Regions from separate parts of the Mus musculus genome. Here all the other regions are linked to region 6. Evidence: chromatin contacts called from public Hi-C, HiChIP or PLAC-seq and promoter capture Hi-C data. All regions are on one chromosome and are shown on one strand. Each heading gives the region's core, a stretch centred on a gene start, on an enhancer-like site or on the middle of the called end of the contact. The rest is flanking DNA. Distances are from core to core; before and after follow the strand shown.

Region 1 (4,600 bases), core at 1,789-4,288, 2.9 Mb before region 6:
CTGCTGTTCTGGAACTGGCCATGTAGACCAAGCTATCCTTGAACTCACAGAGATCTACCTCTCTCTGCTATGATTAAAGACATACAGCACCAACCACCCTTGGCAGAGCCAGCATTTCTGAGGCCTCATTCCACTGACACTATTGCAGTCTGTGTGTCAGAAGCCCAGGTGAGAAAAACAGCAAGGTAGGATCACTCTGACACTACCTGAGGTGTGACATCATCCAGTGCTCATCGAGTACCTATGAGGTGCCTGGCATATTTTGTTTATTATTCTTTGAATAACAACAGTCCAGGTGGCCATTATAACTTTCTGTGTGTCACAGCTGAGATATAGAACTGATAATGCACGATAACTGTGCACACATGAGGACACTCAGAGTTCCTCCTGGCCATTGCACAGACAGTTTGCTGATGAGAGGCTGAGAGGGAAAGGAGATAGCGAGCCCCAGCCTTACCTGTCTTTTTCACCAGCGCCACTGTGTAGGAGACACTTCCATGCAAGAGCAAAACCCCGGTAGCATCCAATCTGTGAATTGAAAAGCAGCCCAGAGTGAAGGCGGTAAGCACTCAGCCACACCACACCAACTGCCAAGATCTCAAAGCACAGGCCTTGGCAGAGGGCTACCACACTGCTCCTTCAGCCATTCTGGAAGCTGTAAGTTTGGGGCAATGGAAACTGTATGCAGAAAGCCCCAGTGGGGCAGCCAGGCACCATGCTAACATTGGGAATGCCTCCTCTATATACATACTGTAGCTGGCACCCGGTCCTCGTCCAGGGTCTGTGTATAAACTACAGAGGAAAGCAGAGTGCTCAGCTTCTCGGTCTAGTTTCTCAGACTGGCTAGAAAAAGCAATGCCACTGTGCCTTGCTCTCACAGGCTACTTGCTTTGGAGTGTCATGAGGACACCTGAGCAGAGGATATCAATTAGATGGTGTGCTATCTTAGGGATAGATCCCTGGCCCAGCCAGACCTTCGGATTAGACTGGAGCCCTTCTGACACATGGCTTCTTCTGACCCTAGGTACTGTGTGACATAACCAAAGATTGTTACTTCAGAGACCCATAGATCTGTAGGGACCTGCTTTGTGGCATCAGGTATCTGACACTATCATGACCTCTTCTGCCAGTCAGGATCAGGGATCTGGAAGAGGGAGCTAAGCAAGGACAAAGACAAGGGAAGAAAAACTGTGGAGCCTATGGGATGTCACAGTGAACATGGCACACATCTGGGTGAGGCCGGAACTGGCTAAAGATATGAGACAGCGCTGTGCTACTCCATAACCAACTTTGGTGACTCTGTGCTAAGGATTTTCTGTCTGGGCGATGAATCCACACCAAAGGCCTTGTAGTGGGGAAAAGGCAAGATGCTGTGAGGAAAAGTTCAATGCCTTTGTTCTTCTCCTCAAGGCACTGTTTCAAAGCCATGGCCTTATGCATGCTGGTGCATGCTCTGCTGTTGAGCCACTTCCCCAGCCTGGTTTTTGGAGACAGGATCTCACTATCTAGCTGAGGCTTGCCTAGAGTTCCCTGACTGTTGGGATGACAGGTAAGGACCACCACACTCATCTATGAAGTCACTTCTAGGCAGCCCTCTCACTTACCTCAGACCCAATCTTGGCTCCATGTACCATGCCATACCGCTTTCCTTCAACGATCCCCAAGCTACTGCCTTCTTCATAGCCTTCCTGATATCCCTCCCCATGGAATCTGTGATAAAGAAACACACATCATCAGGCAAGATACCTCTTCCTGCCTTGTATTATCCAGATCCCACTGGACCCAGCAGTCTGGGTAGTAGGAAAAGCTTAAAACTCAAGTCACAGAATACAGCTTCTAGGTCTAGCTCTTCTACACCCTGGCCCATTACTGTGCCCATTAGTCCCATTTTTGAGGCAGTATCTCACTGTGCAGCCAAGGCTGGCCTCCAATTCAAGCAGCCCTGCCTCTAGCTCTTGAATGCTGAGATTACAGGTGTGTGCCACCATCTCCAAGAGGAGCCCTGATACATATGGGCTACATTCTGTGGCAAACACTCTACTAACTGAACTACAGCCCCAACCCCTAGAAAGCCAGGTTATCATCTGTAACTGTAGGTAGGCTACACAGATGACTACCAAACCCAGCCGAGCACCAGAACCCACAAGGAAAATGTAAAGATACAAACTCAAGCAAGCTCGGAACACACTAGGAATCTACTTTTGAAAATGTAGGTGTGAGGGTAGGTGCATCTGAGCCTACATGCCATCATAACTCAACCTGTTTGTTTCTAAAACACTCCAAGCACCCAGGACTCCTCACACCTCTGTAGAGGTACAGAAAATGTCCCCAAGATCAAGACAGTATGCCACCACTGGGATGCTCTGGGTAGGTGGGTATTATTGTGTCTAAGAGTTCAACCCTCAAACTGGCAATAAATTGCTGCCGGCGCTGTTGAAGGAATGTTCTGGAAGCCCCCATGTGAGGCAGTGAACAGCTCCCCATTTGGGGGCGTGGGCATCTGCCAGGACCCGACTCCCTAAACCGAGCCTGAGCAGTCACCCGGGGAGGTACCCAACCCACAATGAGCAGCCAGCCTGGAGAGGCCAAGATGACCTGGGCCACCGTCCCGCCCAGGCGTTCCCTGGGGACTTTTCAGGATCCAAAGGGGCCTGCCCGACATATCCATCAGCAGACCCATGAATACCGCCGTATGTGCGGCAATTAAAGGACAAGAAAAAGTGGCAGCTCGCAGATGGCGAAGGCGGGTATCCCCGAGGACTGCCCAGCAGCTGCCGGGGCGGGGCGGAGCCGGGTCTCTCTGCCCACCTCTCATCCGCCATCACGACGGCGTCAAATATGTCCTGCTCCACGGCCATGGCGGTGTCTCGGCTCTCCCCCGGCCCTCGCATTCCTTTCATTCTGTGTAGTAATCGCCAACTGGCGAGACGCGATCACAAACGCCCGGATTGTCAGAATGAAGAAGACACTTCCGTGTATGCCGCGCGGAGCAGGGCGGGTAAGGACGGCAAGCTAAAGAAGCCAAAAAAAAAAAAAAAGCCCATCCCACTGCGCATGGGTAGATGCTACATGGGCGGGGCTAGCCCGAGGGAAGCCTTGCTCCTCCTCCTTGGTACCGCTCGCTCCGTGGTGGGTGGGGCGGGTCAGGTCGCTTGGGGCACGTCGTCTGGGTCGCTCGCGGTGTCCAGACGAACCCTGCTTTTATTTTCAAAATCCAAACAGATGGGACCGAATTCACAAACGTGGGTCTTAAAGAAATGAGAAAAGTTACCAAAGATCTGGCACAGGGGCGTTCCCAGGAAATGGAGGAAGGGCCCAAGGGGCAGGCTTCAAGGAGGGAGGAGTATCCGGCATCCTCTGCTGTCACCGGACTGTCAATCACCGCATCTGTACACTGCACCGGACCCTCCCTGAGGGCTGGAAACGATTTGATACTGCGATATCCTAAAGGGCAGATAATAAATATTGCCCCCAGACATGAAAATGCCCTTGGGGGGGGGTCTTTGAAAATGAAAAAGGTTGTGTGTGCCAGTTACCTTGTTTTTTTTTGGTCTTTTTGTTATTTTGTCTTTTTTTTTTTTTTTTTTTTTTTCCAGAGCTGAGGACCGAACCCAGGGCCTTGCGCTTGCTAGGCAAGCGCTCTACCACTGAGCTAAATCCCCAACCCCGAACGCTAGCACTTGCTGCCAGTATTTAAAGCAAAACTGAAGTATTTCATACACAGTCAAGTATCAGGTGGTTCCGAAGGGCTGGCCGGCAGGAGGAGCCACTTTGTCCAAGCGCTCCAATCTCACAGGCACCCACTCTTCAAACAGCAGAAATTGAAGTTAGTTTTCTCATCATTTCCATCAGAGATACCTTCCAAAGTATAGTTTTAAAGAGTATTCCACAGTACAGTAAGTTCCTTAGGCAACAATTGCTAACAAGTTAATCAGCTCCTGTATAAAAGAGACCAGAGATACAACACTGTAATTGATGGAGGGCTGAATAAGTAAACACGCCACTTGAACTGAATTTCATCTGTGCAAATGAATCCTTAACTATAACAAAATGCTTTTTGAAAATGAGAACTACTGTGTCAGACAGAAGAGAGAAGTTTGAGTCTGGTGATGAACATGATGGCATGTTGACTGAAGAAGAGATAAGCCTGGAGAACAGCCTAGAATGTCTCCTAGGAGTAAAACTTCCGTGATAAAAATAAAATCACAAACTTCAGGAAGGATAGAGCAGTGAGCACTCGCCATGACAGGCAAGTATGGTTTCTCAGGAAAATAAAGTGAGTCCCTCACACTCTGCTCACGCTGCTCACACTGCTCATCAGAAGAGTCTACACCAAGTAAAAAGTTAACCACAAAAAGAAAAAGGAGGCCAGGTGCGGTGGCAAAGGTCTTCTTTTAATCCCAGCACTTCGGAGGCAGAGGCAGGCAGATTTCTGAGTTCGAGGCCAGCCTGGTCTACAGAGTAAGTTCCAGGACAGCCAGGGCTACACAGAGAAAACCTGTCTCAAAAAATGAAAAGAAAAAAAAAGATGTGGGTACAAAACAGATTCATCCTGGAAGCAGGGACAGTGGCCCCCACTTGTAAGCCCCATGTGGGAAGC
Region 2 (4,422 bases), core at 234-2,733, 2.1 Mb after region 6:
TAGCCAAGAAGAGGAGCTCTGCCAGGTTCGGGCTTTATCTTCCTAGCGGTGAGGCCATGCAGATGTTTCCTACTGAGCTGCGTGCAGACAGAAGCCTTCCAGGCTAGGCTGGAGCTGAGCAGGACAGCCTCAGGATGAAGCTAAGGGCCGTACTTGGCCTACTTAGGAGATGCTCTCAGTCAGCTGTGTCTGGTTCCTCCCAGGTCAAGCCAACCTTTGCACCCCCGACACCACCAGTCAAGCCCGGGACTGGAGGGACGGTGCCTGGAGCAACTCAGGTGAGCCTCAGAGGGAAGGGGAAGGGGAAGGGGAAGGGGGAGTCCATCTTGCAGGAACCCTCCTGCTGACTGTGGCACTGTTTCGGAGGGTGAGTGGCTGTTTTCATTTTCTTAGCTGGTAAGTTTTAGTGACATTTGAAAAAAAAAAAAAAGAAAGAAAAAAAAATCCTCAATAACAGGCTTGATGTCTGCTTTATAATTTGCCAGAACTTTCCAGTGCTTGCGGCTTTCGGGGGCTATGGAATTTTCCTTTTCATATGGCTAGTCTACAGTATATATGAAATGCTAGTACAGTCATCTTGTGAGGTCGGGCCCATTCTGTTGTTAGGGGAAGTGGAAGTCTAAATTTAAAGAACTGGCAATGGGTATTTTCAGCTGGACCTCTCTCTTATCAGGTCCTCTTTAATATCGATTTCCTTTTTTTCTTGGCAGGGAGCTGGTGAGCCAAAGGTTGCTCTGAAGGTCCCCATCCAGAAGAGGTGACCAGCTAGGGCACCCCAGGGCCATCGTTTGTGGACGTTTGGAGATACCACTGCTCCTATAAATGTGTTCCTTCAGCAACACCACAACCACCACCCAGGCTGGACCTGCACACGCTGTTCCTACCTCAGGAATAATCTTTCTGTGGCTCTTGCTGTCCAGATGCCCTCATGAACCAGTGGCCTCTCACTGGCCTTGGCCAGCTTAGACCATACATCTGCGTATGCTAGTTGCTAGGCAGGGGCGGTGTACCCTGCAGTGGGCGTGATCAAGTCTGTCTGTCTCTGGGTGGACAGAATGCCAGGAGTCCCCTCCCAGCAACTTCTGCACTGGCCCTCACACAGTGACCTCTCTCCAAGGCACAGTTCCTGTATCTACATCCCACTCGTGTATGAGACTTAGGAAAGGAAAAGACGTCGTTCTTGGGGTGTTGGGACAAGAAGTTGCCGTCATCTCCGGATTGAAACAGATTAGTTGTTGAAATTATGACTAAACACTATTCACTAATAAAGATTCTATTTTATCAATAGATTATAGATCACATTCTACATGGCAGTTTGTTTTTATTACACCAGATCAAACAATTTCACCTACCATCTCCCTTCGTTTTTTAACCATCCACCTTGATTCAGCCCGATCTCTGGGCGTGCAGGAGGACCAATCCTTCCTGGGATCGAGGGAGGGACCAGCGCGGTTAGGGCCCCGCCCCTTCCGGCTGTGCCGCGTCTCCCAGCAACGGTCCAAACCCGCCAGGTTTCTTCCGCTGTGTTTCTCTGCTGCACACCCACTTCTCTGCCATGCTCAGTGCTTCCAAGCCGAGCTCAGCTTCGTTCCTGCCAACGCCTGGGGATATTCATAACCTCTGCGCCTGGCTGGACCGGCTCCCACTCAGCCGCCCCAAGCGCCACTTGGCTCGGGACTTCAGTGATGGTGGTGCGAGTGAGGGCGAGGCGCTATGGGGCGGATGATGAAGAGGACTCAAAGCTGAGGGCCACCCTTGCCTCCAGCCCCCTAGTACGGGTGTGGGTGTTGGGGGAACGGAGCGGTTCTTGAGTCCAGACTCGTGCTCCTTAGGAAAGGTAGTAGCAAACAGGGCCTCCTGTGGCTCTTCCAGCTCCCCCTGGGCTCTCACGCTGTATTAGCTTCCCAGGCCATCCTACCACTTGGTCTGACCTGGAGTCTAGGTGCCGTGCCAGACTCGGGGACAATTATGGGCTCCCCAGGAAAAGCTCGTGTCCTTCCCACTCCATTCCATGCATCTCATGTGGTCAGGGATTACAGTTGCAACCCAGGGTCTTGACCAGGCAAGCCAAGTTCCCCTCGCATTCCCACAGTGCTGGTGGCCGAGATTGTGAAGCACTTCCGCCCTCGGCTGGTGGACTTGCACAGCTACGTCCCAGCCTGCAGTACAGACCAGAAGCTGAGCAACTGGAGCCTTCTCAACAGGCAAGGCCTGGGAGCTCAGCCCACCTAGGTTGACCCCGGGATGCTCTCTCCAGCCATGGGTCTCTGACTGCCTAACTGTGGGTCCTTGCCTATAGAAGAGTACCACAACCAGGGGTACTAGGGCACTAGTACCCCTAGTACCACTCCTGGGGGTGCTAGGGCAGCCTATCAGCTAGCCTGCTCCCTTACGGATCAGTAGAGTTTTACTTCACCTCCCCAAATGTCCTCAGACAAGACTCTGCCTGTGTATAATAAGTGATCTCAAGGACAGAGTCGGGCAGATATGTCTGATGTAGTCCAATCACAGAGGGCCCTCGGGAAGTGTCTGAGCAGAGCAAGGTGGAGAACCTGTGTGGGCACCCCCAAAAGACTGGCTCAGATTGGAATAGAAACATTGCTGGGCTCAGGCCTGGGTCTAATCTCATGGGCTTATGTTTGAGAGGGAAGAGATGAAAAGAGACCTCAAGGGAGATGATCATGCTGAGAGGGCCCAGCTGCAGGTTTCCAGGTACTGTTGAGCTGTCTCAACAGGATTTACCGAGGGCAAGCCAGTAGAGAGATGAGAATGAATGCAGAGAACATGGCCTGATAGAGCACCCCATGTTCTGCGATCTCCTGAGACATAGCTCCAAAGGCCAAGAATGAGATAGCCATGCGCCACTCAAGTGCAGGGCACAAAGGGGCTCTCTGAGAAAGCAAGATGCTGCCCAGTGGCTGGAAGGCATTGCAGGGAGCATAGAACTTCAGGGAGGGCTCAACTCCCAGTCCTTGATGGTACTGCTTTGAGAATGTGCTCCTACCTTCTTTGCAGGAAAGTCTTTCGCAAGCTGCACTTGTGTATCTCAGATAATGATATCCAAAGGGTGGTATCCAACAGGCCTGGAGTTATCGAGTCTATTCTATGTGCACTGAGGGAGAAGATGGAGGCCAGGACTGTTCATGTAGGCTCAGCTGGTACAGCTGTAAGTGTCTGCACATCAATTCAGCATGCAAGTCTGCTGTGCCTTCTGCCCTTTGCACTCAGTCAGACAATCCGTCTGTGTGAGAATAAAACAGAGAAATGAATGTCCCTGTGGTCCAAAAAGAAATGAAGTCCATACATGAGGCAACAGGCCTCACTTAGACTCATTCCTGACTTTCCTGCTGATCTTCTGGAAGGGGGGGGGGGCTCCCGAATTTCCTTTCCAGCCAAATCCACCTACCCTGGGGCAGTGAAAACACTTAAGAGTTGCTCCAAGTACAACCAACCCAAGTGCTTCCCGCTCTTCTCCAGTTTCCATACTAACCCCACCCAGAGTTTGTAATGACCAAACAAATTCAGCCCAGCTACACTTCACTCCCCAACTTTTGTACTTTGCAGGATCCAAGACACTCTGCTGTGGATGCTGTCCGACCCTGGCGGGATCTTACCCCCAACCCACATACCTCTAAGATGCAAGATCCTGATGTGGATAACAGCAGCTTGTCAGAACCCCTCTGGGACTCCGGTGGAGAGCACCACTCTGTTCCCGAAAGCTGGGTCCATGATGTTGAACTCCCAAACCTTCAAAAGAAGGCAGGTATGCTCAGGCGCATCCTGGGCCCAGAGAGGCTAGTGGGCTCCTGAGGAAGGCATAATACTTAGGGTCCTGGCTCCATCAATACCCAGAGAGCAACCATTCAAGGGGCAGCCTGTGAGCTATGCAGGGAAGCCATTATTCAAACAGGAGCACCATTCCTGAGGTTTCCAGAGCTATGCAAAGGTCCCTGAAGGCAGGATAGGACCAAGTCCTTCCATGATAACTTCTGAGTCTGCTTTACCGGCTATGGATCATGTCCCCTCCCTCGTCCATATGTCCGTCCTGTCACTAGTGGGTGCCTATCAGAAGCAAGGTCCTGAGCTGATGGTGTCTATTTGTCATACAGGCCTACAGAGCCCTCCAGCCCCCTCCAGCACGAAGATCCTTCAGAATCAAAGGGATTTGGAGAAAATGGGCTGCTGTGCTTGCAGAGGGTGGACCTTTATCTCTCAAATTCTCCCCGCCCACCTCCTTCTGCTCCCTAGCCTGGACTAAAGGTCAGTGTTTACCTTTCAGGGACTCAATTGAAGGGCTCTGGGATCACCTGGTCAGCATCCAGCAGCAGCTGGAGGATAAGGAGCAAGCACTAGCCATTCTGCAGGAGACGGTCAAGGTATGGTCCTACTGGGCATCCCTTGCTTCCCGGAGATTCTGAGCTG
Region 3 (5,080 bases), core at 2,281-4,780, 2.8 Mb after region 6:
ATACGAATACATAGCTACATGCATGCACACACATGTGCCTGTCTCTAGACATGTGAGGATACATTCCCCCTCCCCACATAGGTACAGTCGTATGGTGGCAGATGTCCCCACATACACGAGGAGACACATCCTTATACAAGCACACGTGTCTCTGGGCCCATGAGGACACATGTCCTCAAAGACACGCACATGAAAGATCCTATCATGACCCTGCTTGACTTTAGCCTGCTCAGGCATGCTCTTTTCCTCTCAGTGTAAGCTAATCCTGATACTCAGAGTGGAAACCAGGCCTCCTTCTGAACACCGGAAAGTGAACATCAGAGAGGGTAACACGCCATCCCGCCCCAGCAAGCCTGGCAAGGCTGGCTCCGAGCTGTCTGGAGCCAGTGAAGCACCCGGTGCTGTGCCCTTCCTCCAGGTCCTATGTGAACAGGGTTCCTTTCTATGTCCTCTGAGCATCAGTGTCCCTAGTGTGGACACCTTCTGGGAACGACTGCTACACAGTTGCAAAATGGAGGCCCTAACCCCTAATGGTCTGTAGCTCTGGGTAGTTACTACAGACTTTCTGGGATAGCGATGCCTGTCTTCTCGGACAGTTATGAGGCTGGGTTAGACCTGAAAGACTTTGGAATTTCCTCCTTCCTGTCTGAATAAAGGCAATGGGCATTGCATATAACACAGTCGTCTTGATTGGACTCCTGAGAAAGGAGAGCTTCACTTCTTAGTGACATGTGAATGGCAGCAGCTGAAGGAGGTAGGCCCTGTAACTAACCATGCACTCCCCCTGGGAGGTGATGATACCCAGCCAGGCAAGGCCACAAGGACTGCTGAATCTGAGGCTGCTTTGGGTCACACAGCAGGACCTCATATACAAAAAGAGGGCCAAAGTGCTTGCTCCTCTCATGCCTTGAGAGCAGATGTGGGCAGAGTTACCTCAGTGCTGTGATGTAAGTTTCTGACAAGGTCTTTATGCATTTTACTCTGTCATCTTACCATATACCACAGTACTCTTTCTAAGTTCCAGATGAAGCTGAATGCAAGGACATTCTGTGACACCAGGGCAGTGCCAACAATGCCGGGGCATCCTCTATCCTGTCTGCCATCATCAACACTGCTTGCTCCAGAAAGCACAGGGGCAAGGCAACTTTACTAGGGAGTTCCCTGAAGGCCGGTCTGACACAAAGGAAAGCTGTGTGTAACATCACGAGAATGAGAGAAAATTTTCAAGTGTTTTCAGAGTGCCCGGGGAGTTCAGAAGAACATGTATTTTAAATCAGAGACCCAGGGTGTCTGGGCACTGATCTCCACCCGACTTTCTCATGAAGAAACACAACCCATGGTTGGCAAAGAGCTGCCCCATCCCGATACCTAGCTCTCTCTGTTGCCTGGCACCGCATCTCAATTGCTCTTTGTTGTGATCAGCCAGTGAAACGCCAGTGAACCCTCTTGCTCCTTCTAGAATTCACCTCTCTGAACAAGAGGAACAAAGGGCCAGAGCTGATTCTGCTGCTGGCTGCAGGCACGCGTGCATCCTAACCCTCCCAGCATCTGGACTTACTTGGAGGTTGGGAATTTTAAAGAACTTTCCCAAATGGCGCAGGCCTCTTTGACTCAGGTCTAAAACTGGTGAGGAAGAAAAGATGACCCCTTCAAAGTCCATTTGATCATCACCCTCTCTGGAAAAGTGATCGGGGAAGCTCTTGGTGGCGGCAGCAGCATCATCCTTGAGATCTTTAGCAGCCTTGGGGTCTTTAGCAGCCTTCTCGGCCACTGCTTGGGGGCTGGTGTCCTCCATGTGATGCGCTCCAGTGGCCACTGCTCATCCTTCTTGGTATGGAGTCACCTGGAAACAAGGGGGGTGGGGGTGGTGTGTGTGTCTTAGCAACCAGAAGTCACACGGGGGTGGGGGGGTGGGGGGAGGGGGGATGGACTCGAGTTGCTGAAAAAGCAACAGTACTATGAATTTAGCTTTAAACTTGTAAATGCTGGGACATAAGGAGGTACTGGTTATATTCTTTGCTCCTCACGCTGTACCACAAAGTTTGAAGAAGAGAATGACAATTATGATTCGAGAAGGGGGGCTCAAGTAGTCTGGGCTGGCCTCCAACTCACTGTGGTGAACTTCTAACTCCTGATCTTCCTGTATGCACCTCCAAAGTGCTTAGATGACAAGCAAACAGCCACCTGACTACAGTCTAACTGGAAGATACCAGTGGAAACAAGCATCCAGGATGAAAACACCGGGGGACTTTTCAAGTTTGCAAAACACCTGTAAGATGGGAAGAGATAAGACAGTTTCCTATTTCCACCCTGGAAATTCCTCTGCTTCTTGTATCCAAGACTCTGAAGTCAGGAAGCCAACCCCTGCCTCCCACACTGGCCCAGACCAGACCAAAGAGGTATCTAGGTGGGCACTAGGGAAAAACCTGGGCAATGACAATCTTGCATCTTAGTTCAATAATCCTGTTGCTTAGCCAGGGTATTACTTGCAAAACCATCCAAGCAAAGAGGATGGCTGAAAGATCTGCCAAATGCTGGCACACTTTCCTAGTTTCACTCTCCTTTAAGGAGCGGGTGACTTTTCAGTTAAGGAGCTGGTCTTAAAGGTGTACAATTCATGGGGAACCTAGGTCTGCGTTGGCAGGAGATATGCCACCCCCCCCCCCAAGCTGGGTAATGGGTCTCCCTAAGGTCTCCAAGCCTTTGCATAGTCTACGGCTTATTGTATTTTTTTTCTACACCTTGGAATTAGGAGGAAAGATTCTGCCTCCATCAAATTACATTGTAAGGAAAATGTGTGGACAAGAGGGAGGCAGGGGACTAGTGATGCTGTTTCCAGACTGGGCTGGTAGGGGAACTCGACTTTTGGACCTCAATCCCATCTTCCCAGGTGCGGCCACTGTAAAAGGGTAGGGGATCTAGTCATAGTTCTCTCCCACCACCGCGCCATCAAAGGCTGACGTTCACAGGACCCCCAGCAGACCAGACTCACTGCTCTGTGAGTCTGTGGCGGTCTCCTCAACCCAACCCAGCGTCTACTCCCGCCCGCCAGACTGTGACCCCGCCCCACAACCTGGTGGCCGGGTCCCATCCAGTGCAGCCGGCTAGCGGTGACTGACGTAACAGCTATCCCACCCTCCAGCCCCGTTGCTCTTCCCCGCCCACCTGCGACTCCGCCCTGACACGTCGGCTGCCCCGCCTCCGAGAGGCTCAGGCACCACCTAACAAACCAGCGAGCTGCGCGGTTTACCAGGTCGCCATGGAGACGCTGCTGCGGTACGGAGGCCGGAAGGCATCAAGTCGCAGGTCTGGCTTGGGATAGCTTCGGTGCGCGTGCGCTTACCGCCTCTTATGCTGGAGGTGGGCGACAAGGCCAGAAAGAAACTTCGAGAGGATGGGCTGGTGGATTCGGGGAGGGCTTGGGGACCCGAAGGAGGTCGAGTGATGCTTCTGCTGACCAGACCGTCTTCCAGGGCCATGGACCCTCGGGCCTCAGGCCTCTGGAACTGACCGCTGCCCTCCGCGCCTGCGCAGAAGCAGCTGCCGCAGTGCTGCGCTCTCGGCTTCCCAGGCTGGTGCCGGGTTTGCTGGCCCTTTTGTCCTGGGGCCTGGATCTGCACAGACTCTCCTAGTGTGGAAACTTGGAGGCTGTCCTTTTCCATTTAGAAACCTGCAGAGCAGGGTATTCTGGGAGGCAGGTCAACCAAGTCCATAGACCCTAAACCTTTAGAGAAAAAGGATCCCTCCCGAAAAGAGAAATTACGGGAACGTGGTAAACTGCCTTAGTATCAGATCTGGTGGGGATAGAAGGCCCGCTGCGGATTCTAGAGGATCCTGACCAATGAAGTGATATGGGTCACTCCTTTCTGGGGGCCAGAAGTTGAGATCTTAGCAATTTCCACCGTTTTTAGTGAGTAATGTGTCACACACAGAGCAACATGACACGTCATCAATTCTAAGGGAAACTATCGGAAATGAACTGGCCTGGACATTGAATTATGCCCTTAGCTAACGTGCTCAGTGATATAATCTTGCTAAACATTTTTGAAGTAGCAAAGCAGGATGGAACTGAAAGTATAAGATGGGACCAAAGTGGAAGTCTAGATCCAAAACAACAGCAAATTTTGTTTACTCAGGCCAGCAAGATGAGTTAATGCTTAGAACCTAGGTAGGGGAGAACCAATTCCACAGAGTTGTCCTGTGGTATCCCCTATATGAATGCAATAATAAATTTAAATAATAGAATAGAATTTTCAATTCATTTACTAATATATTCTTTAGGACTGAAAGTGAGATGGGAGTAAGTTGTAAGAAAATATCCCCAAACAAGAAAACAAGAAAACCTAGGAAACTCAAGAGTTGTGGGAGCCCAGTAGCCCTCTGATCAAATGTCTCCTGATGTCCCTTCAACACTGCAGAGATGGCGGCTGGCAGCTGGAATCCCCCCGAGTGTTCCATTGGTTACAGGTTGCTAAAGCTTGGGGTCAAGAGGTGCTGTGAGGAGCGTTAGGATACAGAGCAGGCAGGGCATTCCTGCCTGGCCACACAGGCCATCAGAGAGGCCCCTTTCTGGTGGCTCTCAGTGGAATGCTTGCCACGTACTCATGGGATCACCAGAATCCATTTAAAAAGTTCAGGTGCAGCAGTGTATGCCTATAATTCCTGTTCTTGGAGACAGGCAAGCGGATTCTGAGGGCTCACCGGCCAACCAGCCTCAACCACTGTGGAGCTCTAAGCCAGTGAGACCCTGTGTCAAAAAACAAAACAAACAAGTTAACAGCTCCTTAGGAACAACACCCATAGTTGACATTCAACCTCTACATATGTACATATACCCACCCACATATGTGTGCAGATATGTACACACACACATGCACACGCACACAAGTACACATGCTCCACCTTTCCTGCTACTAGGAAAATAGAATTATATCCAAAATTAGACATTAATTTATACACATTTGATTGGCAAAATGAGATGCTTGGTGTAATGGTCATGTGCTGGGAACTGGTGTCCATAGGCACCTCGGGGAGCCACTGGGTACTCCAGCCTAGCAGCATCTCAGCCCACTGCTTCATC
Region 4 (4,922 bases), core at 359-2,858, 2.0 Mb after region 6:
AATTATTCTCCTTAGGGCAGTCTAAACAGTCATGCTAACAGACAGCTTTGTTGGCAAGTTTATAAAAGTAAGCAGAGAGAGAGAGAGAGAGAGAGAGAGAGAGAGAGAGAAACCCTAGGGGGTTCCATGGGAGAAGTGTGAAGAGCACACAGGGGATTCCATGGGAAAAGCACACACACTTGGGACAGTCCCCAGTGCCCTGCTGGTAGCATCAGAGGGCCATGGAAGACACCACACCAGCACAAGCACTTGCTAGCACCTCACCCTCTGCTCTGTTAGTGTCCTCACTAAGATTTGATTACAGTGTCTGTTCCCAGGCTTAAGACTGGGGACAGTCACAACTGGGTCCCTCACGTACCCTCTGTTCGTCTTGGGCTTATCAAATCGGAAATCCGCAGGGTACAGGTGTAGCCTCACCATGTGATCCTTCCGGTCTTGGCTGGTCTTGAACTTCTCTGGGCAGCTTTCAACCAAGCACTGGTACTACAAAGAATAAAGTGTCACCTCTACTCTCACCCTGCCCTAAGCCCTAATCCCAGTCACCACTGCAGATGCACCCAGTGCAGTCAGCACCCACCATGTCTTGCCTCTGGGCCAGGATCTGAAACAGAGAGTCGTGCCATTCCAGGATGTGGACATCCAGCAAATGCCCAGAGGGGAAGGCACGGTTGCAGAAGGAGCAGGTGTTTCCATGCATCATGTGGTAGTGGTGCTGGTAGTCTTCTATGGCGGCAAACACTTGGCAACAGCCAGCCACCTGACAGGTGAACTCAGGCACCCTGGGAAAGGAGGTGTGTCTCTTGGAAGAATGTTTCCCCCTTCCCCCAACTATCCCAAGGCAGGAATTCCGGCGGAACTTCTTACCCATATTCCAGCTGAGCCTGAAACAAGAAGAGCGCTTCTTGTGCCACCCCAAACCTTACTAACAGACTAGGGGAGGGAAGTCCAGCCAAGCCATGCTCCTGTTAGGGCAGGGTGGTGCTAAGTGGATGCTACTCGGGTGTCAACTGGGAGGGGTCGGAGTCCCAGGGTGTAAGCGGACGAGAGAGGAGGAATCAGGATAGCGCTAGCAAGCCGAGTAAGGCCTCGAAGCCAAGGTGCTCACATGGATTTTTCCGGCGTCTCGGACACTTGCGTGAGCATGTCCTGCAAGTACAGGTGCCGCTGCACATCCCCATCCTACAGAAGACACGCGTCAAGAGCTGTGGGTGGACTCCGGCATCGAAGCCACGCCCTACAGCTCGGAGCCACGCCCCAACCCATAGAGCTGTGTCCAGCCCCTTGATCCGGTCCACAGGTCCGGTCCCCACAAGCCCCGCCCACAGCGACAGTCTTGCTTCTAGGCCCCTCCCTGTGGGGCTCAGGACATCTTCCGCCCGGGTTGTCACGCACCTCGAAGAATTCGTGATCCCGCGGGAAGCGCACGGCACGCGGCGCGAATCGGAAGGGTGCCTCCCCAGCCGCAGGGTTCCTCTCCACGGGCAGCGGTTCGGCTGCCCCCGGCTCCCCGGCCAGGCGGGAATATAGTGCAGGGGGAAGCAACATCACCACGGCCGCCGCGGCCCTTCGGCCACCGTCGGAGGGGTGGTGACGGACGTGACGTCTACTAACTTCCTGTGGCGACCCTGCGGGGCGGGACGCGACGCGCGGAGGTGAGTCAGGGCTGGGTCTGTGTTGTGGCGGGAACTGGTCGGAGAAGGGCGGGGCTGGAGCCGGGCGCGGGATCGGGTACCGGAGCCAGGCTGGCCTGCAGCGGGGAAGAGCCTGATTCTCTTGGGCCTCTGCCGCCGGCGGTTCCGTCCGCCAGCCCGGGCTTGTCTCGCTCCACGGTGCGACTGCCTCTCTGGCTCTTTCAGTCCTCTCCAGGAGTCCAATTGGAGGCAGTGGCCTTGGGAAGTTCGTGGTTAGTGTGACTCCTCTCTTGACAGCCCCGCGGTGACTGCGGTGCTGGCCTGCGGGTTTTCTGCATCTGCTGCTGGTGCTCGGGGTTCAGGGGTGAAGGGATCAGGGCCTGCTGCAGTAGAGACAGGTGTGGAAAGAAACCCTAACCTAAACAAAAAGACGATCGAAACGTGCGGCTGACACTTTGAGGGGCTTTAACTTTGCTCCTCTACCAAAGTAGGTCACCCTCCCCCAGTATGAATATAAGTGTCAAGAAAGAAGGGACGCTACTGTTTAATAGATACAAATGAAAGCCTTTTGGGATTATTCTCCCTCTCTCTCAGCCCAGGCCTTGCTCGGTCTGTTTCTCTTTCTCTCTGTTCTGGATTCTTCCAAATGTCTCTGGATGTTTTCTCTCTTATTTATAGTAAAACCTTCCCCCTAAGGAGAGGGACCTGGGGAGCAGGGAGAGGCACGGGCGGGGGGGCGAAGAAGAGAAGGAGGGAGGGATGAAGGAAGGAAAGCCTTTCTGTAATTAAGCCCTGGAAATGAGCGTTTCTATGTCTTTAGACAGCTGCTTATGACCAGGCGTGATATCATCTCTCTCACTTTTGTCTCTGTAAAAGTATTTGGATTCTTGACATTTTGCAAATGATAAAATGTTTTTGACAGGCCATGTCTTGGTTAGGTGTTTTGTTTTGTTTTTTGTTTTTTGTTTTCGAGACAGGGTTTCTTTGTGTATCCTGGCTGTCCTGGACAACTCACTTTGTTAGACCAGGCTGACCTCAAACTCAGAAATCCACCTGCCTCTGCCTCCCAAGTGCTGGGATTAAAGGCATGCGCCACCACTGCCCGGCTTGGTTAGGTGTTTTGTTTGGGGGCTTTTGTTTGTTTTTTACTGTGTAGTCCTGGCTTGTTCTGAGACCAGACTGGTCTTGAACTAGGAGATCTGTGACTGTCTGTGCTTCCTAAGTGCTGGGGATTAAAGGTGAATGTCTCACACACACACACACTCACACACACCCAGGCCAGCCTGCTTTCTTGCTCAGGGGGTGGCACCCCCACACACAGTGATCCAGGCCTTCCCCCATTAGTCATCAATCAAAGAGATGCCCCATAGGTATTGATTACAGGCTAAATCTGATAGAAACAGTTTCTCAATGGAGATTCCATCTTCTCAGATATGTCTAGGTTTGTGTCAAGTGTACAAAAGCCAACCGGCACAGGCTGGTTTTATTATCTAGGAGCCTGTAGTGGTTCTCAACCTTCCTAATGCTTCGACCCTTTAATACAACAGTGCGTGTATTGCTGACCCCCAACCATAAAACTATTGCCTTACTACTGTTACGAATCATCCTGTAAGTACTTGATATGTAAGATATCTGACACGTGATGCCGGTGGAAGAGTTGTGGGGTCTTGACCCACAGGTCGGGAACCTCTGCTCCAGAATCTTCCCTCTTCATACCTCTCTACCTCCACCCCAACTTTGTTTTAATCATTGGCCGTTAAAAGTATGCACCTGACTTGCTCATGATTGGTTATGCCAGACTTGCTAATAAATAAGTTGTGCTTCCTCTAGAACATCTGTGGTGATTAATAGAGATAGATACCCAGGGATGTCAGAAGGTCAAGCAGGCAGGCTGTTAAGACTCGGTCAGCCTTCTTTACAGGTGTACCTTTCAACTGTAGCTTTGTCTCCCTGTATGTAGGACAATTGTATTAACATGACTGTCCCTGTCCCTTGCCAGGTAACTGCCAAGAGTGTCTCTCCTGAGACATATCTAAAGGCTTAAAGGAAGCTATTTAGAGATGAGAGAAGCCCCCTTTCTTGTAACTATCTGCAAATCATGAACAGTTTATGGTTTAAGACCTGGGTATGGCCTTAGGAGTGGGAAGTTTTAATATGTCTGGACAGAGACAGTAGCCTTGGCCTGTGCCAGCTCCCCCAAGGGCAAGATCGTTGTGTCTACCAGGCAAGGGCCAGAAAAACTCAGATAAAATAGCAGATCTGCCCCCTGGTCGCCCAGGGTCACATGACGATGGACGGAAGTAGGAGAACCAGGCTCGAGGGGTCCATTTCAGTGATTTACCTGGTACAACTGGCTCCTTAAGTGGTCGTGTAAGCTGGGAAACAGTTGGAAGCTCTGTGGGCACGGGTACGGCAAGATCTCAGCAGAGTTTTGATAGACCAGCCTGCCAGGGAAGGGGAGAGGCTGGCGGTTGACGTCACCTTGGCAATGGTCTTTCTGACAAAGGCTTGAGTCAGTCGGAACAACTTTAGGTTTTAATGTTATAAACACCTTTCTTTCTGCCTTCAGGAAAACTTGGTTATGTTGGTGTCTCAGAGCTAAACTATGAGCGAATTTCGGATTCACCATGATGTCAATGAGCTGCTCAGCCTGCTCCGCATCCATGGCGGGGATGGGGCTGAGGTCTACATTGACCTGCTGCAGAAGAACCGGACGCCGTATGTCACAACCACAGTCTCTGCCCACAGTGCCAAGGTGAGCACCTACTTCTGATACAGGACCGTAGGGGCCCAGAGGTACGGGGCCATGGGTGAGGGTGCTCATCCTAGGGCTGTGGGGATGGAGGCCTGTCCCTCATAGCCTCAGCAAGGCTAGTGCTGGGCCAGCAGCACCTGGTGGATGCTTCCTTTGAACCTGGCATTCACTGTGCTCTGCTAGTCTTCTGGTTCCTGGCAGTAGCTCCTGTTATTTACCCCACTATATAGGCGAATCAGTGGGTGTCCAGAGAGAGAGAGAGAGAGAGAGAGAGAGAGAGAGAGAGAGGTGGAGTAGTCTGACTTACACAGTCCTCCCCTCTTCCCTGTGGAGGAGACTTAGTATATGCAAAAATCACTGGGTGGGAAAAAGGAAGCGACTGGTATTAATCACATTGGAATTTCAGGACTTTTTTTTCTCCTTCCTTTCTTTCCTTTTCTCTCTTTCCTTTTCTCTGGTCTGAAACTCACTATGTAGATATGTAAACCAGGCTGACCTTGAACTCACAATGATCTGTCTCCTGAGTGCTGAGATTA
Region 5 (4,969 bases), core at 1,564-4,063, 2.5 Mb before region 6:
TCTGCAAGGAAAGGCAAGGGATGGCAGAGCTGAGGAAAGCTCCCACCTAGCATTAGTGGAGCAACAACACTCAAGAAAAGACAAACTTGGAGACAGACAACCCTAGAGAGGAAGGCAAGAGTTCTAACCATCATCAGCACAAACAAGGGTGAGTTTACCTCCATGAAACCAGTAAGGGATGTTCAAGCTCTCCCTCCTTCCCTCCTTGTTTCTCTCCTCCCTCTCTCCCTTTGTTCTTTGTCTTCCTTCTTTCCTCTTCCTCCCATCCTGACTCCTATCCACCCCCTTTCTTTCTCTTCCTTTCTTTACCTTTTTGTTTGTGTTTGGTTTTGTTTTAGACAGGGTTTCTCAGCCTGGGCTGACCTAGAACTCATTCTGCAGACCAGACTGGCCTCGAACTCAGACTTCCATCTGCCTCTGCCTCCTGAATGCTAGGATTAAAGGCGTGAACCGCCACAGCTGGCTCTCTTCCTTCCTTTTGGTGTCTGTTGGGATGGCCTCCGGCTCATCTTGGTTCAGGGACTTTCAGTGCTCCTCCCTCATGAAGAACTTCTTTCTGGAAACCTTGTTCTCCCTGCTGTAGGAGCAGCCAACGTGGAGTATGGTGGCATGACTAGGAATTGCATATGCTCTGGGCATTTCACAGCTGTGAGGTGGGAACCTGGCTCTGTAGCACCCTGCTTCTGTATGTCCTCTTCTCTTCTGGACAAGGATGGTGGAGGCCATTCTTGAGAGGCGTGTTCTGGTCACCGCCACCAGAGAGGCTTTTTCCCCTTTATTAGCACAATGGAAAGAAAAATACATGCACCTGATTTTATCAAAATTATGAACTTTTAAATTGCAGGATCTTATGAACAGACTGGAAAAGTAGTGCACATGATGTGGAGGTGTTTACAGAACACACATCTAACAAGAGATTGACATCCAGAACAAAAATAAACTGGACCTGGTGGTGCACACCTGGGAGGTGGAGGCAGGGGGATCAGAAGCTTAAGGGTCATCCTGAGCTACATGGTGTGAAGGGGAGTAGTTCTGGAGCAGCCTGAACTACATGAGATCTTGTCTCAAAAGAAACTACCATAGAGGAAAAACTATAGACTCAACAACTATAGGCTCTCCAGGGAACCCCCAGACTTTCAAGATTGGATTCTGACTATTGAGGTTTCCAGCTTCTGGGATTGAATCTCCTCTGCATTTACAGGATACATACACTCAGCCCCCTCAAGTAAGCCAGTCCAGTAAATTCACTTCTGTTGGTCTGCTCCCCTAAAGAGCCCTCCCCCAACCTAGTAAAAATGTGTTCGTGTGTGTGTGTGTGTGTGTGTGTGTGTGTGTGTGTGTGTGTGTGAGAGAGAGAGAGAGAGAGAGAGAGAGAGAGAGAGAGAGAGAGAGAGAGAGACTGTAGTGCCCAGCAGAGACCAGCAGAGGGCCCCTGATTCCCCTGTCTGTAGTTACAGACAGTTGTAAGCAGTCCTGCATAGTTGTTTGCAACCAGACCCAGATCCTCTGGAAGAGTAACAAACGCTCTTAACCTCGAGCCACCTTTCCAGCCCCATTTGTCATTCTATACAGCCTCAGCTGTCTGTCTGGGCTACAGCGTGAGACCCTGTCTCAAAAATCAACCAAAGCACTGAACTTTAAATGGGTGAATTATAAGTCAATCTAAAAAAATATAAGTCAACCCTGCTGGGTATGCTGTGCATAACTGCGCCCCACTAACCTGGAGCTCAGCCATTCAGCTAGAGTGCCTGGCCACTGAGCACCAGGAATCCATCTGTCTCTGCCAAAGTTGGGGTTTCAGATGGGCACCTCCTTGTTCGTCTTTTTATGTGGACACCAGGATCTGAGCATGGGTCCTCAAGCTTGGGCAACAGGCACTTTTTAACTCATGAGCAGTACTTGGGTGTGGCTGTGGAATCAGTGTATTGTTAACGAAAGCTCAAAGCAGGGCAGTTAGTGTCTCTACAACCTCCGGCACACATCAACTTTTTCTGATGACAATATTCCAAATCCTCTCTTCTACTCATTTTAATATACATATTATTGGCCTGGGGGAATGGATTGGCGGTTAAGAGCACTGTGTTGCTCTCACGGAGAACCTGGATCCACACAAGAGTTCACATCCAAACGGAACTCTAGTCCTAGGGGTATCCATGCCCTTTCCTGTCCTCCGTGGGCACTTGAAGACCTGTAGGAGCACTAAACCACCTACAAATGCTCATACATATACCAAGGAATATTTAATGGTTTTTATATGTACGAGTATTTTGTCAGCATACCACAAGTGTGCTTGCCAGAAGAGGATGTCAAAGCCCCTGGAACTGGAATTACAGATGGTTGTAAGCCATCATGTGAGTGCTGGGAATTGAATTCGTGAAGGTCCTCTGTAAGAATTGCCAGTGCTCTTAACCCCTGAACTGTCTCTCCAGCCCATAAGTAACTCCATCCATCTCTCTCTCTCTCTCTCTCTCTCTCTCTCTCTCTCTCTCTCTCTCTCTCTCTCTTTCCTTCTTTCCGGTGATAGAACATGATCTGGCAGCCGTAGGCATCTGCAGCTGCTCTTCCAGCCCCCCCCCACACAGTAGGGCTGCGCAGCTCCTCAGAGCCCCAAGAGGATCCACGTTACACTTCTGGTGAACAAGATCTGTTCTGCCTCGGGGTGAGAAACGCGCGCGTAAGCTGAAGTCAACGCAGCTCAGCTGTCAAAGCTACTACAACAGCGGATGCCAGCCCGGGCGGAAGCGGTTACAGCCACATCCGAAGCGCATGCGTCTGATTTGGACATCCCGCGAGACGCTGGGCGGGAAAGCCTAAGGTGATTTCCTATGTGGGATCGCTGAGGGGCAGCCCGGCGTACCACTGCCATGGACCCATTCCTGGTGCTGCTGCACTCGCTGTCCGGCAGCCTGTCGGGCAACGATCTGATGGAGCTCAAGTTCTTGTGCCGCGAGCGCGTGAGCAAACGAAAGCTGGAGCGCGTGCAGAGTGGCCTGGACCTGTTCACGGTGCTGCTGGAGCAGAACGACCTGGAGCGCGGGCACACCGGGCTGCTGCGCGAGTTGCTGGCCTCGCTGCGCCGACACGATCTACTGCAGCGCCTGGACGACTTCGAGGCGGGGACGGCGACCGCTGCGCCCCCGGGGGAGGCAGGTGGGCAGGGGGCGGGGAATGGGCGGGGAGGCCTGGCCTCAGTGCACCCTCCACTGGCTCCGACTGGGATGGACTCTAGGGCACGCCCACTTTTTTCAACCGCTTGAGCCGGAAGCTGGGAGGTCTTGTTTCTTACTGGCAGTGCCAAGGTTGAACCCAAGGGTTCGTGCCACTTGCCCAACCCCAGTATTAACTCGCCTCAGACCTGCAGTGCTTCGTTGGAAAACTCAGCTAAGAAGTGAATGTGACTAAGGCATCTTAACCCCAGTGAGGGTAGCGTTGAAGAGTGGGCAGAGGTCACGTGTGCCGGCTGCTCGGCACCATTTCCGTAGTGGGAGTGCCTGTGTCCAAGACTGCCCTTCCTGGCCAAGGAAAGATTGCGCGGCGGCTGTGCTCTCTGGTCCAGAGTGCAGTGTCTGGTTATCGGCAGTTACTTCTGTTTTGCGTAGAGAGGAGGCGCTATGCCTCCCCATAACGCACAGTGGATAGCAGCCACAGCTGAGCAACACCAGGCTGGCCTTGGGATGTAGATACAGATTAAGCATATATTAGACACTTGATCACTTGTGACAAATACTCGAGAAGCCATTTAAAGGGGCAAAGGTTTATTTAGTTCCTGGTTGGTTGTCACCGTTGCTCTTTGTCTACAGTGACACAGAACATCAAAGCAGCTGGAGGGCCTGTGGAGTAAAGCTTCCCACTGCCGGTGTGTGCAAGATCCACACGAAAATGGATTGTGTATTCACATCTCCAAGGCATTCCAATGTTTGTTATTGTTACAGGAATCCAGTAAAGGGTCTTCAGCCACTGCCCAGGGCTCCCTACAGAGATTACACCTTGCCTGTGTCTAAGCAGGGGCTCCAGAGTAGCACAGAGACAGATCTTTTGTGGTGTCTGGTCAAACCAGCAAAGGTCACAGTGTAAGATGTAGCTTTGGGGACTTTGGCCAACCCACTATTGAGCGGGGTGTTAGGGCAGCCCTGCTTTTTCCCTCTGACACTCCAGTCCTCAGTTGACAGTCTTCTAAGCCATAGCTCGCTGTGGCCCAGGCTGAGAATGTGGCTGGGCAGATCAGGCCACTTTGGGTATCTTGAAGTAGCTCCTGTGCTACTTAGTGTCAGCACAGGACCTGAGTGGCTTTGAAGTGATGTTGTCTTCGAAGTGCTCAGGCCCATGCTTGGTGGCCGGTAGGGAGACTTGCCCCAGCTCCTCAGTCAAGTCACACTGCTCTTTTCCCTCCTAGATCTGCAGGTGGCATTTGACATTGTGTGTGACAATGTGGGGAGAGACTGGAAAAGACTGGCCCGCGAGCTGAAGGTGTCTGAGGCCAAGATGGATGGGATTGAGGAGAAGTACCCCCGAAGTCTGAGTGAGCGGGTAAGGGAGAGTCTGAAAGTCTGGAAGAATGCTGAGAAGAAGAACGCCTCGGTGGCCGGACTGGTTAAGGCGCTGCGGACCTGCAGGCTGAATCTGGTGGCTGACCTGGTGGAAGAAGCCCAGGAATCTGTGAGCAAGAGTGAGAATATGTCCCCAGTACTAAGGGATTCAACTGTGTCTTCCTCAGAAACACCCTGACAAGCCTACAGCTCCTCTCAGGAGTCACTGTGGACTTGATCACACCATGATGTAGCACCAAGTGCCTTTTGTGCCCAGTGCCAAAAAGACCTTGCTGATCCAGGGCGGGTCCCCTCCCACCAGCTCCTGGAGTATATCTGTATCTACGGAACCTCTGCTCCCTGGGCTTTCGGAACACATGAAGGTTCCCCGTCGTGTTCTCCACCACTGCTCCTCCCCCCCACCCCCCCAAGAGGTCTCTGGT
Region 6 (5,142 bases), core at 780-3,279:
AACCCCAACACTCAGGAGGCAGAGAGAGGCAGATCTCTCTGAGTTCAAGGTCAACCTAGTCTACAAAGCAAGTTCCAGGACAGCCAGAGCCATTACACAGGGAAACACTGTCTCAAAAAACAAAAGCAAAAAAGAAAGAAAAGAAAGGAAGAGGAAAGGGAAATCGAGGGCTGGAGAGAAGCCCAGAGTTTAACAGTGCTTGCTGCTCTTCTACAAGACTGGAGTTCAAGTCCCAGGACTCACACCGAGTAGTTCACAAATACTTGTAACTTTAGCTCCAGGAATTTGATGATCTCTTCTGGCTTCTGCAGGCAGCAAACATACATGGTACATATACACACCTACATTCATACCCACATACACACTCACACACACCTTTTTTTTTTAAATACATATAAGAAAAGAGATAGAGGCACAGGCCATTAAACAGCTCGTTCAACTGTCCCACATTAGAAACTGGAAGAGACTAGCACAACTCATGACACCCAATCTAGTGCAGCAGCTGATGGCAGATGGTGGCAGTCAAAAGCAGACTAGCTCACCAATGACTGATGCTCCTCGGAAGCAGTGGACAAGGCCACACTGCAAGGTAATCAGCTGACGTCTGGCTAAAGCAAAGTGATTATGGTGTGGGGAAGTCATCCAGTATGACTGGGCATCCATAGGAATAGAAACAGAGGAGAACACAGGCCTGATTTTTCTCCTCCTGATATGGTCTTGACTTGGGACTTTTCCCTCTCCAGATCTTTCATTATTATTTCAGTTTCATCTCAGGTATTTTTTGCTGATAAAACTGCAACCCCACCCACTCCCAGTGCCTGACTGTTCATGCTATAAAGAAGGAATGGACTGGACATTTCCCAGCATCCTGGAATGGTTCTTTGGGGAAGGTGAATCCCATTTCAAGTATATGACAGCTGTATTACAGCAGGCAGTTGGCCTGAAGGTGTTATCTGTCTGGTGCCTGATATTCATGACACTCTATTGAAGACACTAGTGAGTTAGGTTGTTGTGATCCTTCTGCTCAACTGTGTGCTCCTGCAAGCATCTCTCCAGTGTAGAGAATAGAGAGTCAGCCTTTCAAAAAGTATTCAATGAGTTCCTAGTACTGGTCAGGCTCTGGAAAGAGCGGACAATAGGAGAGATACCCTGGATCATGAAGAGACTTACTCGCTGGAGAGAAGTATCCTGGATAATAGAGGCTCACCCAGGAGCCAGAGGGTACAGCACATAGAGGAAGGGAACAGATGGGGATTGAAGGGGACAATCATGTCCACTGGGGCGGGCAGCTGGGATGCAAATGAACGGCCAGCAAAGCTAAGGGACACAGAAGAGGCAAGTGTGGTCAGAACAGTTCTGGCAGAGGCACTAGGTGTGGGCAAAAGATGATAACAGTGGGAAGATGGACATCAGGAGGGATGTAAGCAGCAAGGGGTGAGGCACTGCAGAGGAAAGGAACACATCCTGCAGAGCAGAGGAACTCCGATGTTCCAGCCTGGGGGGTCTGGATACTCCCAGGTCTGGGATACTGGGGTCAGGGATACTCAGGTCCCAGGAACTTCAGACTCCCACGGGTCTGTGCATTCCACAGATTCAGGCACGCTGGTGGTAAGGTTCACTCCTGGGGTCAAGGCACTCTATAGTGTCCTAACACTAGAGGTGTGCAACACCGGGGTCACTCTAGAGACACCGGGGGTGTGATACTCCAGGATCCAGGGCACTGCGCAATGACAGGCAGTTTGCGAGTCCGAGGCACTCTGGAGTTCCGGGCGTCTGGGTTTCTGGGGCCCTCTGAAGTTATTCTCACTCTGGTGATCCAGAAACTCTGGATGGTCTTCAGATACAGGATGCTCCTGGGTCTCGAAGCCCCGAGGTTGGCGATGGGGAAAGGTCCTGACACTCCAGAACAGGTACTCGGGACATCGCCGCAGGGGCCGCTGGGACTACGCGTCCCAGCAAGCCGTGCGCGCGTCACGTCCGGCAGCGGGCGGGAGCCATCGAGTGTTTACTTCCGGCCGCCGGCGGGGCTGAGGCCGAGCGAGGCGCGGGCTCCGCGCAGCCATGGACTGGCTCATGGGGTGAGTGGCGGAGGACGGCGTAGCGCGGCGCTGCGCGGGGCGGCGGCGAACGTAGGGAGCGTAGGGCGGCGGGCAGCGGGTTCCAGGAGGGGCCGGGGCACGGAAGGACGGCCAGCCGCTGCGGGGTGCTGGGAGGCCGGGCAGGCGGCCGGCCGGCCGGCCGGCGGGAGAGAGGCCCGGTCCCCGAGGCGCTGTCCCGAGAGGCCGCGGTCCCTCGCCGCGAATCGACGGGCCGCGAGTCGGGCACCTGGCACTGTCGGTCGTCGGTCTTCGCGGGGCCTGCGAAAGTTCTTCCGCCCAAGTGACTTTCTTCCAATTTACTTTTGAGGAGAGTGAGAGGCGGGCGCTCCTAGCCGCGCGCGCTCTCCCGGCGGCTCGGTTCTCGACCCTGTGGCGGTGTCCGCGGCCCTGCTGTGGGGTCCGTATAATCCTGCTGGACCACAGAGAGAGCCGGCCTTCGGCTTCGGCAGTACGAGGGCTGCGCGGGACTCTGGAGATAGAAGCGGGGAAGGCGGAGGAAAGTGTAGTGGTGGCACTGTCAGGACGTCTGAGGCTGTTTGACCTCCCAGTGCTGCAACCTAGGGAGACAGCGGACTAAGTGAGCAGCCCCAGGGATAATCAAGAGACTAAGGGAGGCCGGGAGCCACATAGTGCCACTCAGGACGTTAAGTGTGGGTGACACGGGGGACTAGGCGGAGGCTCATCTTATTTCTTCAAGAGGAAGCCCTGTCACTGGTTCCTATCTGCTTCCTAGCTATGTGGTCCTCTCTAGACTTTTTTGTAATGGATCGTCTGTCAGATGGAAGCTGTGAAATCTGCAGTACAGGTTTACTGAAGGGTTAACTGAGGTAAGGGCCAGCACATGTTTTGCATATGGTAAGCTTGGCAGATGTTATGTCCTGGCCTTTAACAAGGTCTCTGAAGCCCAGGGGTTTTAAGCATAGGACACATATTTGAAACCAGCCTATTCCAGACCATTCTTCCTTTGTGCACTTGTGGAGAGGGCCAGCACTTGACTATAACTTGGCCAAGGTATGGTTTCACTGCAAGTGAACTAGATCTGTCAGCTTGGTGACTGAGGAAGCTGACCACTGCTGTATGTGTAATTTTTCCAGGCTCATACCCATCCAGGTGCTTTTTGCTTGGAGGCTGACCAGAAGCCAGTCGTTAAACTCCTCTGTCCCTCTTTCATAGTATTACTATAAAAGTAGGAAGAATGGAAGTTGCAGAGTGAGCCTTCAGAGGACATCCCCCCGCGCCCCCCCCCCCCCATCTACTCCACTTTGTCTTCTGATCCCTGGTGAGAGCTGACAAAGTAGTCGGGAGTGAAGCCATTTTTTGCTTCAGAGTACCCACTGTTTGCTCAGGGCTGAAACTCTCTCTGTAATTAACCATTTAAGTAGTTTTTCTGTCTGGAAGAATAGGACAAATGTATCATCTTTTATTGTGTCTTGGTCTTGGTCTTTTTCTTAATTCAGACCATCCGATATCAATGAGGGGTTTGGAATGTTTCAAGGTTTGTTTGTTTGCTTGCTTATGTTAAAGTAAAGGTTTTGTTAATTACTTCATGTTGGGTGAACCCAAGTATGGGTGCAAGAGTAGAGGTCTCTTACAGAAATTGTTAGAGCCAACAGGGAGGTCTACAGAAGTTTAAGTGGAAAGCTACATCTTTCTCTTAGTTGGGTGAGGATCACGCTGGGACTTTGAGCATCTCACAGCCTTATCTTTTGTGTTCCAGCTGCTCAGGAGGAAGGGAGGCCCTGCAGGGAAGCATGCTTTGGATAACCAGAGCAGAATTTGGCACGTTGGGACTTGATGGTAAACCTGCTGGGACTTTTCTGGAGAATGTTGTAGGTGTGGCTCTTAGCCACCTCTTGTCCTGTAGGTTTCCTCTGCTTGGAGAAGCTTTGAGCTTGTTAAGCAGTATATATAGTCAGGCTCCCTTCATTCTTTATTAGAAAGGGTTACAATTTTTGTGTAGTGGGTGTTTGTTCTGTTATGGACAACCACGTGCAGGGTAACACCCAGGGGAAGCTGCTCAGGATTTGGAAGAGAGAACCCCAACATGTTATGGGATACTTTAGGCAACACTTGAATCTTTTCTGGGGTAAGCATTTAACCAGGAGGTCTGAGTGTAGTTTGAATTTTATCTAGCAGAAAGCACAGTCCAGAAGCCCCTTGGAGTCAAAAGAACATATTTTCTCCTCTTCCCACTGATGATAGTGAGTTTTCCCTCCTGCCTGGCCACCTTAACTGAACCTCTTCCCTCTCCAGTAGTCTCTCTCCAGCCTGCTACTGAGGCTCCCTTTCCGGGTGCACCTGACTCTTATGAAGCCTTTAGATCTCTCCAGTACAGGTAGAAAGAGATGAAACCTGGTGTAGGCCATTTGATACAGTGTATATTTGAAGGTCTACTCTTGCTCAGCTAACAGATAAAGCTAAATGGCCTCAGGCCTTCCAGCCTGTCTGGGGCAGCCTTTAGCAGTCCTGTACTCTGAGCAGTTGAGTGTAGGTGTTTGCAAGGTTGGCATAGGGGTGAAAGGTTTTATCTTCTGGGAAAGTATATCTGGTGACTGACACCTGACTGGTAAGAGTCTGTAGGTTTTATTTGAACAGCCTCATGTGGTATCATTTACATACCACTAAGTTTGCTTGTTTTAAGTATATGATTAGGTAATTTTTAATAAAATTATAGACTTGTTTCTTTGACCATGATTTAATTTACTTTAAAGTGTATGTGTGTGTTCCTATGGGTGGAACCCAGGGCCTTAAGTATGTTGGGCAAGCACCTTACCATGGAGCCATCTTCTCAGCTCAATGGAACATTAACATTACTCTTTGGAGAGCCCTCTGGTTGCTGCAGATGCCCACCTCTGCGAGAGGCAGCACCAATCTGTTTTATTCCATTATTATGTGTAAATGGAGTCATGAGATCTGGTGTGTGATGGATTCAGTGGTAGGTGTCGGCAATGACGTCCGTTTGTTACTCCACTGGACATTGTGAAGAGGCCTGCATATTCTGTTTCTCCCTTTACCTTTGGGTAGAGGTGGTTGTGGAAAATTT

The links. Promoter capture Hi-C pulls out the DNA fragments that hold promoters and counts their contacts. Hi-C and Micro-C count contacts between places; a contact is called where the count stands out from the background. HiChIP or PLAC-seq counts read pairs in DNA pulled down with a chosen protein or histone mark. Capture Hi-C pulls out chosen DNA fragments and counts their contacts.
Region 1: a contact with region 6 is called in a Hi-C map of B cells, with 6 read pairs. The contact joins the promoter of LTO1 here to the promoter of Mob2 in region 6. A contact is called at or near these places in 2 of 39 promoter capture datasets (liver and pre-B cells), 2 of 484 Hi-C or Micro-C datasets (B cells and CD4 T cells), 1 of 115 datasets of contacts at active chromatin or transcription factors (double positive thymocytes) and 2 of 9 other capture datasets (adipose tissue and liver).
Region 2: an H3K27ac HiChIP or PLAC-seq map of double positive thymocytes shows a contact between it and region 6, with 5 times the contacts expected there. The contact joins the promoter of Spef1l here to the promoter of Mob2 in region 6. A contact is called at or near these places in 2 of 39 promoter capture datasets (liver and pre-B cells) and 2 of 115 datasets of contacts at active chromatin or transcription factors (double positive thymocytes and large pre-B cells).
Region 3: a contact with region 6 is called in a promoter capture Hi-C map of liver, with 2.7 times the contacts expected there. The contact joins the promoter of Lrrc27 here to the promoter of Mob2 in region 6. A contact is called at or near these places in 2 of 39 promoter capture datasets (liver and pre-B cells).
Region 4: a promoter capture Hi-C map of adipose tissue shows a contact between it and region 6, with 3 times the contacts expected there. The contact joins the promoter of Zfp511 here to the promoter of Mob2 in region 6. A contact is called at or near these places in 2 of 9 other capture datasets (adipose tissue and liver).
Region 5: a promoter capture Hi-C map of pre-B cells shows a contact between it and region 6, with 6 times the contacts expected there. The contact joins the promoter of Fadd here to the promoter of Mob2 in region 6. A contact is called at or near these places in 2 of 39 promoter capture datasets (liver and pre-B cells) and 1 of 115 datasets of contacts at active chromatin or transcription factors (regulatory T cell precursor).

Annotation. Positions count from the first base shown.
Region 1 is chr7:144,913,538-144,918,137 of GRCm38.p6, reverse strand. It overlaps LTO1 (ABCE maturation factor), which reads right to left and starts at 3,038. Exons shown (of 4, transcript NM_001357869.1): 1 at 2,809-3,038; 2 at 1,605-1,710; 3 at 458-528. The coding sequence starts at 2,900. It overlaps Bc1 (brain cytoplasmic RNA 1), which reads right to left and starts at 3,668. Exons shown (of 1, transcript NR_038088.1): 1 at 3,515-3,668.
Region 2 is chr7:139,975,816-139,980,237 of GRCm38.p6, reverse strand. It overlaps Spef1l (sperm flagellar 1 like), which reads left to right and starts at 1,483. Exons shown (of 7, transcript NM_001033465.3): 1 at 1,483-1,691; 2 at 2,093-2,204; 3 at 3,016-3,166; 4 at 3,565-3,763; 5 at 4,110-4,197; 6 at 4,280-4,376. The coding sequence starts at 1,556. It overlaps Adam8 (a disintegrin and metallopeptidase domain 8), which reads left to right. Exons shown (of 24, transcript NM_001291066.2): 23 at 204-278; 24 at 711-1,306. The coding sequence ends at 761. It overlaps Gm16201 (a long non-coding RNA gene), which reads right to left. Exons shown (of 5, transcript XR_389973.3): 4 at 3,630-3,747; 5 at 1,258-3,241.
Region 3 is chr7:139,211,438-139,216,517 of GRCm38.p6, reverse strand. Lrrc27 (leucine rich repeat containing 27) reads right to left here and starts at 3,530. Exons shown (of 11, transcript NM_027164.1): 1 at 3,251-3,530; 2 at 1,559-1,843. The coding sequence starts at 1,795. It also overlaps a transcript of Stk32c not described here.
Region 4 is chr7:140,033,077-140,037,998 of GRCm38.p6, reverse strand. It overlaps Zfp511 (zinc finger protein 511), which reads right to left and starts at 1,608. Exons shown (of 6, transcript NM_027201.1): 1 at 1,393-1,608; 2 at 1,106-1,179; 3 at 578-779; 4 at 359-483. The coding sequence starts at 1,545. It overlaps Tubgcp2 (tubulin, gamma complex associated protein 2), which reads left to right and starts at 1,325. Exons shown (of 18, transcript NM_001286007.1): 1 at 1,325-1,652; 2 at 4,201-4,386. The coding sequence starts at 4,237.
Region 5 is chr7:144,580,285-144,585,253 of GRCm38.p6, reverse strand. Fadd (Fas (TNFRSF6)-associated via death domain) reads left to right here and starts at 2,813. Exons shown (of 2, transcript NM_010175.6): 1 at 2,813-3,150; 2 at 4,394-4,969. The coding sequence starts at 2,865. The coding sequence ends at 4,725.
Region 6 is chr7:142,057,921-142,063,062 of GRCm38.p6, reverse strand. It overlaps Mob2 (MOB kinase activator 2), which reads left to right and starts at 2,029. Exons shown (of 5, transcript NM_028308.2): 1 at 2,029-2,078. The coding sequence starts at 2,062.